3 separate regions of the Mus musculus genome follow, and all the other regions are linked to region 1. The links are chromatin contacts, called in public Hi-C and HiChIP or PLAC-seq maps. All regions are on one chromosome and are shown on one strand. The core of a region is the stretch at or near the end of the contact, and the rest is flanking DNA. Distances in the headings are between cores, read along the strand shown.

Region 1 (2,877 bases), core at 217-2,716:
CCACTCCCTTGCCCAATGTTTATCAGTATCTCCTGCAGACTCATAGTTGTATGGTTTTTTTTTTTTTAAAGTTCTCTGGGGAAAGTGGGAGACAACTTAGTCAGTAAGATGCCTGCCATGCAAGCATAAGACCTGAGCTTGTATCCTTGGCACTCACATAAAAAGCTGGGCTTAGTGGCACACACTTATAATCCAAGTACCAGGGATGTGGAGACAGAAGACTCCTGAGCCTCGCTGGCCAGCTGGTCTAGATAAAATGGTGAGCCCCAGGTTCAGTGAGAGACTCGGCCTCAAAAACAGAAAAAACAAGTAAGGGAGACTATCAGCTTCTGGTTTCCACCCATGCCTTCATGTATGCGTGCGTGCGCACACACGCACGCGCACACGTACACATACACGCACAGAGAGAGAGAGAGAGAGAGAGAGAGAAACAAGCGTTAGACCCTAGGTCTGCTTTAGTTTGCAAGGCTAGCGTCTGAGCCCTTGTTTTAGCAAGAATGAACGTGAATTTTGTGCAGGAGTTTAGAGGAGACCTGGATAGGGACAGATGGCAAGCCAGTGGAGACCAGTAACCTAGTGATCTGCTGGTTTTGTTTGAGAAAGGCCAAATGACTTGGGTGTGTTCCTTCACCTGAGTCATTCACATCTTCCTGGTCTGAGACATGAAGGACTGGATAAGGATTTTTACAAAGGTCTCATGGAGACAAAACTTTGTGATAGCTGGATTTGAGCTAACCACAGCGGTCCCCAGCAGATAATGACTGCTGTATATCAACAAGGCTCTGGCCCGTGAGGTTAGTCCTTACTGGGATGGGTTTGCAAATTATTATCTCTGTGATGATAATCTCTGTTTTGACAGCAGCTGTCCTGAGGCTCTCATCTCTGTCCACTTCTATTTGCTCTTAATCTGCTAAAAAAGAAAAAAAAGCCACCGTAGGAAGGTTTTGTTAATGGAAAACTTTTATTTGAAAAGCAGTCAGTTTTCTTCCCATTCTGCTGCTGACGGGCGACAAGAATAAACAAACACTGGGGTTCTGTGAACTTTGACTTTACAGAGTGGCTCTAACACTTATCCAGTGTGCCGGAGGCTCCTTTAATCCCCAGAGATGCAGACCGAGAGGGTGGCTCTCCCCTGCCCTCAGAGCCAGTCTACGGGACCCTTTCCAGGAGCCACAAGGTGCTTCATTTCCCTGGTGGGTGTGGGTGTGGTTCACTGCAAAGACCAGTTAATATGCTTAGAAACCATGGCCACCCCAATATTGCCCGGCCCCACACTTGGGGAGTTTGGCAGAGGTCAGATTGAAAATTGTATGTCTTTGAGATGCTAGAGGTTCGCCGTGCCCACCGTCAGTCCCAGGAATTTCTAGTTCACAAACCTATTTTGGCTTCCTTCCAATATGAAGCCAGCTCTGACATTCCCTTATGCTGTTTCCTGTTGTGGGCGGATTGATTTAATTTTTAATGAGTGATTCACTGTCCGTGGCTGTGTGTTTTCCTCCTGTTGAGCTGAGTATTAAGTCATGTTTCCTTTAAAACATTATTTTTGATATCAACCGAGCAATGTGGTGCTCAGCTGTGGAGACAAAGGGACCCAGCTATGTCCCAGAAGGGATGGCATTTAACCTGCCCTGGGAAATGACAGTTGTGTGCTGTGCTGTTCTCCCAAGAGGAGACTGCCTATTAAACAGCCAGAGTGTTTCTTTTATCATAGTACAGAGCTCTGTAATTTTAAGAAGAGTTTTCAGGTTTTTTAGTGTTAATCTTGAGCCCCTTGGAAAGTCTCGTGCTAGGCATCCCTGTTGGAAAGCCTGCCTGGAACATGAGCTGCCCCATTGTTGTGTCTTCCCTCATGTCTGTTACTCACTCCACGCAGCTTCTGTCTGCTCAGCCAGGTCATGACCAAAAAAACCAGTATGAGAAATACACTGATCCCCCAGAGCAGCTCCTCCTCTTTGGTCCCCTCTCTTGCCAAACTCACCAAGTGCCTCTCCTATAGGAGGTATCAAAATGAGGACCACCCTGGCCTTATGAGGAGACTCTCCTCGATGGCCTGAGCATTAAGCCGGGGGCCTGCTGGATAAGTGGTCCCGGCTTTCCCCTATAACCAACTCAGTGAGACCCCAGTATCATATTTTACAGTGAAACCTGTGCACTTGGGAATCCAGGAGGGTGAAAAATGCAGCCAACAAACGGCTCACAGAGGCAGCAGCAAGGTGAGCAGGGTGAGTGGCCTGCTAGGTGTGGGAGGTCATGATTCAAAAGTGGCAGTTTTAAGAATGAGGGCTAATGAGATGACTCAGCAGGTAAAGGCACTTGCCTCAAACCTGATGACAGGAGTTCGGTCCTGTGTGATTAAAGGAGGGAACCAACTCCTTCAACTTGTTCGTCCTCTGACCTACACACACACACACACACACATACACACACACATACACACACACACACACACACACACACACACACACACACACCACAGGCACATACTATGCACATACACACTACACACTCACTACAAACACACATATGCACACTTGCACTACATACACACATAAGCACACACACATACACACACACACACACATAGACATGCACACACACTAACTGTTAATAAGAATCCCAGAGTAAATGTTTTTAATAAGACAGTTGAAGAGATACGACAACCATACTTCAGGGGAAGCGGGGCTCCAGAAAGCAGTCTTGCTACAAGTGAAGACTCCTAAAACTACAGCAGCTGAGAGTGTCCTGCTTTGAAAATGAGCTGCTTTTTGTTTATTTGGTAAGGTAGACTGAAACTAGGGCCTAACATACCCTAGGCAAGAGTTCTGTCCTTGAGCCCCACCCCCTCCACTCCCCTCCCTCCAATATACCAATCTCTTC
Region 2 (3,093 bases), core at 272-2,771, 100 kb before region 1:
CATACGATGTCAAGGACAGTTCATTGAGTGTCACAAAGGAGACCGTCTCTGGTGCTAGATGTTGGTAACACACATGTGGGAACAGGGAGTACCTGTAACTTCCTCTGAAATTGACTGTGAACCTTAAATATTCAAAAACTATTTTTGAAGTAATGCACCCTCTACCTTTCTATCAATTTTCTTCTGTAAGATTTGATTTGTTTGAATATGTCTGTGACCACAGGATTTCATGGTGGCCGTAAACTAGGCAGTTCTACTATGAGAGCACTGCTTCAGCCATGACATTGAGGTGGTGGTAATGTGTTTGTTAGCTTGGTTGGAGTTCAGCTGGGAAACATGTCCAGAGGAGCCTTTCTAGCTCATCACCACCATCATAATATCCATCCCCATCACCCACTCAATGTATTTTGCCAAGTGAATGCTAAAAACGAGTATTTCTACAGAACTCTCCAGAAATATAAAATCCCCATGTAACAACTGATATAAAAGTTTGTAAAATAATAATGTTCACAAAAATGATTTCAGGGGAGTTCTCTATAGTGTTCCTCATGACCCACACTCTTGGGAACTGGACACTGTTAGAGTTAATGTTTATATGATTTTTCACCATTTATTTATTTATTTATTTATTCATTCATTCATTCATTTTACACAGGCTTTCTCCATTAGTTAGTTAATTTATTCATTTTACATGGGAATGTTTAAAAGAATAAACTCAATAAAATTAAAAAGAATAAAAACACCTTTAAGCATCCCAGCATTTCTGCCTCTTTACTCATCTTATTTCTCAAATGAGGAAGCAGATAGAAGCAAACCACAGTTTCGCCTGCCCCTTTGTCTGCAGCAGATCATTTTCAAAGCTGCTGTCAGCCTTGTTTGAGGTCAGAGCTGGCAGCAGAGCCAAAGCTCCCTGTCTCTGGGCCACTATTCATTTACATCTGTGTAGGAAGCCCTTGAGAGCTCCCATGGCTCCCATAGTTCCATTCTGCCTGTCGCCTGTCATATGGACTCCCTGTCCACTGCTCCGTAAGCACGGCATTGACTGTCCTCTTCCTTACTCCTCTCCAGTCTCTGCGTCCTCTGTGCTGTGACTGCTCTGTGAACTCTTGCTTGCAGAGGAACCACTGGACCTGAGTTTCTGACACACAGCATTTGCTCTCTCCGCCATACCAATGGCCACCAGCAGAATAATCTCTAGGTACCACTATGACGGCATCATGAAAAAGTGAATCTAGTTTAAACCCAGGACCTCTTTGTGAAACCAGGGAAGAAAACGTGCAGTTTGCACGCCAATGAAACTGGTTATAGTTCTAATCAAAAGATGAATGTCTACCCATATCAACATTGTAAGAATCTAGCACACTCAGTAACTAAAATGACATGTGCCTGGGTTAGCTGAGTAGAGTCCAAAGTCTAGTCCTGGACATGTAGTTCTGACTTTTACAGCCACTGTATACACACATGGGGCCACTGTCAGCTTCTCTGAGAGCATGACTCATAATTCTGCTCAGCCTCTTGCTCACTGTGGGACAACCCATACCCAGCCAAGCCAGCCTGACTCACAGTGGCTCTACTATAAACGGGGCTGACAAGAAAGCCGTGTGTACCTTTGCTGCCAGGTCTCCCTCCATAGGATCTCCGGTGTGCAGTGTTTAGGTGAGCATACAGTGTGCATCTGGGAAACAGTGAGAGCCATGGGTGTGGCATTGACTGAGGAAGGGGACTCCAGGGACAGCACAGTGATCTACCTGAGACCCATATTAGTCCAAGCAGCTGTGTCTCAAGAGAAGCAGACAGGTGGCCAGTCCACTAGGGGCCAAGGCAGCCAGAGATATGTGTTCTGCTTAACAGGAAAGGATTAACAAGCAGGAGGGAAGTCTTCAAGAGTGACAATGACAATGACTGGCTAGAAAATATGGAGCATGTCTCCTTCCTTTTAATAAACATTTAACATCAGAATGAATCTTGGCAGTGTGGAGCCTGCTATAAATACCTCCTTCCTCCTTTGCTGGGTGTATAGGGTACTCTGTAGGAGAGACCCCCTTCCAGCTCAGATGAGTGAGCATCCAAGTCCACCTAAAGGCTCACTAAGACAAATGGGTATCTTTGCCTGAAGAAGCTGAATGAAGGAGATGTACAAACAGGATAGAACAGAGCATGGCATCCTGGTCTATGTGTAAAAGTTCATCAGGAATGCCACACATCCTCTTGGACAGAAACCAGGAGCTTGGTAGTTGTGTCAATGACTGTTCGCAGCACTAGGTCACATGTGCGTGGAAGAGCCTAAGAGCTGTTTTCAGTTCTGCTGCTAAGCTTAGGTTTTCTGTGTGTTGCCTGTTCCCATACAGAACTGAGGGACCTGTGTAGCCTGCGGAATCCAACAGCGACCATGTTGGTGTCTTTCTCTCCTTCCACACAAACTACAGACTCCCAGTTCCGGGGATGGAGCACGGCCCTTGGCATGAGCTCTCAGGTCCTTCTCACCAGGCCAGGGTGTGACACTATTGCTGCTCTTTCGTCTCTTTGGTGACTCCCGGAAGCCTGGCTCCAAGGATTCCCTGTTTGGTGCCTGTTATCCATGGTTGCCCCTCCTGTTACTCACTCATGTCTTTCTTGTGAGTAAGGAGCTAAGGGAGTGGCAACACCTCGGACTCTGCCACTTCCCACAGTTGGCAGTGAGATGGCAAAGCTACTCATTAATGTAGTTGCGATAGCCAGACATCCAAGTACTGAGAGAGCTGAGACTCCTGAGCGATCACACATTTCTCCAGCTGCATGAGGGGTCAGCTTTCACACATGGCTGATGACCTTGTTTGAGGGCACCTCCCCAAACAGAACCCCAAAGAGTTTCTGGGGTTCTGGTTGCCTGGTAGGGAGAGGATGGGGTTGCTAAGAGACCAGGGAGACCTACTCCTCTCCCAGCTGAGATGTTAGCCCTGTTTTCTACAGACTGAGCCAGTTGCTTATTTGGATTGTAGAAGATGTGACATTAAACAATGGTGAATTGACTTCAAGTCCACAGGCTGGTTCCCATGTATGAGAGAGAGGGTGCTGAGGAGTGCTGGCTGGATGTGAAAAGCACCTCTGAGGGGA
Region 3 (2,986 bases), core at 399-2,898, 130 kb after region 1:
TGTACCTTGGGTTTTCTGAGGAAGGAAAAAAAAAGCTTTAAAAAGGAGTGCTTCATCTCTTAACATTAGAAACCCGGTGTAATGATGTGCACCTGCAATCCAGGATGAGCCCCTAAATTGAAGGTCTGCCTGGGCTATGTAGTCACACCCCACTTACAAGAAAAATTGTCCCCAATAAAACCCCAAACCTCCAATCAAACAAACACTAAACAATAGCAGCTAAACTTCTCTGGGAAGGGGTTCCCCGTGGCTGGCAGTAGGTAGGCAGGGAGAGGCCCCACCGCACCCCTGAGGGCATGAAGTCTCAACTCCTTCCAGATCTGGTAATTCCTGTTTCCTGGCCTCCTCAATGGTGTGTTTATAAAAGGAGGCAGGTGAGGTGTAATAGTGCAGCGGGAGGGAGCACCCTAGCTGGCCTGCCCAAGGTGTCCTTCCCGAGGGATCAGCCGTGTAATAGACCTAATATGAAGAAGGTTTATTGTTAAGAATGGGAAGGGGACCTGGAGAGTGGATAGAGGCAGAGAAAGGAAGGTAACAGTGAAGAACAGAAAGAGAGGAGAGAGGAAGAGGGAAAGAGGTCACTGGGGACATGTGGGGGATGGGGAGGTGGAAAGAGAGAGGGTGAGGGAAGAGAAGGGGGAGGCACGGAGCAGTCTTGCTATTTGCTTGCCTGCTAGCACTACCTGAAGGGTGGAGTTGCAAGCTGTTGTAGTTTAGAGGAATTGCTAACACGTAGAGCTTAAATTTCAATACAGGACAAGGCCTGATGTCAGGTTCCCCAGCCAGATCAACTCAGCGTTACATAACGTGTTTAAAAAAAAAGGATTTGTATTAAACTCAAAAGTGGTGGATAGCTAGCCTTTCAAACAAAAAAAACCCAGCGTTCTGGAATCTTCTGGCAGAGCAAAGGATCAGTTTTCCCTTTACTTAGGCTCCACCCTCTGCACAGACGGTAGATCACTGCGGTGGCCTCTGAGGCCTGGGAGCTCGATGGCTGGGACCACAGCGTCACCTGGCGGCCACTTAGGGCCACTACACTATAGGTGCAACCCGGAATCTTGGGCACAGGAGCTCCGAGGTCTGCGCAGGTGCAGAGCCCAGCCTCGCCCTGCCTGCGCTGGGACCCGTGCTAAAGACTAGTCGGCCGACTAGGGGCTGCTTAAGCGACATCCAGAGGCCAGCAGCTTCAGGTCTCCACCTAGCGTTAGTGCCTAGACACTGCACTGTTCAGTGATGCACTGGGAGACCTGTGCCAAAGAGGGAAGTGCGAGTCTTAGAGTCCTGTCTGCTCTTTCGCCCTGCTTGGGACCTTGCAACAAAACCAAACTCAGCCTCAGGGCTGCTGGAACAGGATTATTAGAACATAACCACCGTAGGCTGAAAAACTGTGAATGAAGTGGAGCCATATTCTGTCTCACACATTATGAAACAAATACTTTCAAAACTTTGCAGCTCAATATCGCAATGACTGGCGTTGATCAACTTACACCACCACCACCCCTTAACAATAATAGCATGAGAAAATACCAGCCTGCAAAATAAGATCAATTTGGAAGCATGGCCTATCTGCGTAATTAGCCACTCAGTGTTTGAGATGCTCGGCGTCTACTGTGGGAGGCAGCGTGCTAAAGAGGAGTAAGAACTTGGAGTGTCCAAAAGGCAGGCTGCCTGCATAGGGGATCACTCCGGATTTACAGAGCCAGCGGCCTGGGAGGCGAGCTTTAGCGGGTTCTGAGTGTTGCTGCCATCTAGAGGAGAATCGCTGCAGGACACGTTCTTTTAACTTCGAAACTGCTTGAGTTTTTAGGAACTAACAGCAAGAGCAATGAGTTAGAAGGGCTACAGTCAGTCGACAAGGAGGACCTGCTCCAGGCTGGGCACCCTGCTGAGAGTTTCAGGCTCCTCCCAACCTTCCCAACCACTTTGTACCCTGTCACTCTGAATACTCCAGAGGTCCAAAGGTGCAATCACGGGGAGAGATCACTCTTGGGGGCTACCCTAAGAACAGGGCCTTCTTAATTGGAGCCCAAATGTCTAGGTGTATTGCTTGCCTGTTTATGCTTTTATTTTACAGAAGAAAGCGTACAAATCCAGAGAACCTAAAACTATTTCCGTAACCACACTCCTGTTTTGGCAGTAGAATATAAATCTACTATGTGTCTGCAGATGGAGACCTCCAATATTGAAGCTAGGCTGTGTCGAAGAGGCTTTTTTTCTTCTCCCCTTATGGTGTTTAGTTTGTTGTTGAAGGCCTCTCCCCTCCACCCTCTCCAGCTGCCTGCCTTCTTGCTTCCTACAGATGTCTTGACTCCTAACTACGACACTCCACCACACAGTAGTAGAGGCAGTAACCCTGGGGTAGACTCCATAAGATGAGTCAAAAAAGCTGAGCAGAGTCTAGCCCCTAATAGACCAGAGATGGTGATCTGGGATCCAGATGCCACCTGAGGACTGAGTGTGAACATCCAGCAGGACAGATAATGTTTCCTGCAGCTGCCCAGCCTCACTTACATGGTGCCCTGCAGGAGCTGGGGCCCTAGCTCATCACTTTTCTCAGCAGTCTCAGGCACCATTCCCACTGCACAGAAGGAATCCCACTTTCAGGGACTTGAGAGGCTTGGCCCACATGATACAGATGCTTTTCAAGAGAGCAGGTGACCTCCAGGTCTTTCTGAAATTCACTGGCCCCAGACATGCTCTCTGGAACCTCCATAGACCAAGTTGGCAGTGTGGCCCCATCGAAGAGTACCCATAAACCATCACGAACCAGGGTCATGTTCTTTTTCACCTCTCACAGGAGCAGTGCCCAGTGCTCAGAGCTATAGCAGTGAGGGCACAGATGAACTCCACTTGTGTGGTGCACTTGAAAGTAAATCCTGTCTGGAAGGAACAGGTACAGATTTTCATTGTCATTCCTTCCTTTTAAAAAAGGCACAGCGATGATTTACATGGGATTTGTGTATAAGCAGGCGTTGTAAGAAATGCA

The links. Hi-C and Micro-C count contacts between places; a contact is called where the count stands out from the background. HiChIP or PLAC-seq counts read pairs in DNA pulled down with a chosen protein or histone mark.
Region 2: a Hi-C map of bone marrow-derived macrophages shows a contact between it and region 1, with 48 read pairs. The contact joins two enhancer-like sites. A contact is called at or near these places in 17 of 39 promoter capture datasets (the 3T3-L1 cell line, 3T3-L1-derived adipocytes, the HPC-7 cell line and 11 more), 1 of 15 datasets of contacts at CTCF or cohesin (CD8 T cells), 6 of 484 Hi-C or Micro-C datasets (bone marrow-derived macrophages, embryonic fibroblasts, embryonic stem cells and 2 more), 7 of 115 datasets of contacts at active chromatin or transcription factors (T-cell acute lymphoblastic leukemia, bone marrow-derived macrophages, embryonic stem cells and 4 more) and 3 of 9 other capture datasets (adipose tissue, liver and pancreatic islet).
Region 3: an HNF4G HiChIP or PLAC-seq map of pancreatic cancer cells shows a contact between it and region 1. The contact joins two enhancer-like sites. A contact is called at or near these places in 3 of 115 datasets of contacts at active chromatin or transcription factors (bone marrow-derived macrophages, memory CD8 T cells and pancreatic cancer cells) and 1 of 9 other capture datasets (liver).

What each region holds. Positions count from the first base shown.
Region 1 is chr7:135,608,450-135,611,326 of GRCm38.p6, forward strand. The region is part of intron 2 of Ptpre (protein tyrosine phosphatase, receptor type, E); the gene reads left to right. Among named protein-coding and RNA genes, the nearest start is that of 5830432E09Rik, 42 kb to the right of the region's middle. Within about 2 kb of position 1,467, at least 72 of the 459 cell types and tissues checked have an H3K27ac peak or open chromatin away from gene starts, as enhancers often do. A contact at or near this core is called in the HPC-7 cell line, bone marrow-derived macrophages and pancreatic cancer cells, where this site is marked.
Region 2 is chr7:135,507,945-135,511,037 of GRCm38.p6, forward strand. No RefSeq gene overlaps it. Among named protein-coding and RNA genes, the nearest start is that of Clrn3, 19 kb to the right of the region's middle. Within about 2 kb of position 1,522, at least 63 of the 459 cell types and tissues checked have an H3K27ac peak or open chromatin away from gene starts, as enhancers often do. A contact at or near this core is called in the HPC-7 cell line, bone marrow-derived macrophages and pancreatic cancer cells, where this site is marked.
Region 3 is chr7:135,734,778-135,737,763 of GRCm38.p6, forward strand. No RefSeq gene overlaps it. Among named protein-coding and RNA genes, the nearest start is that of Mki67, 20 kb to the left of the region's middle. Within about 2 kb of position 1,649, at least 185 of the 459 cell types and tissues checked have an H3K27ac peak or open chromatin away from gene starts, as enhancers often do. A contact at or near this core is called in bone marrow-derived macrophages and pancreatic cancer cells, where this site is marked.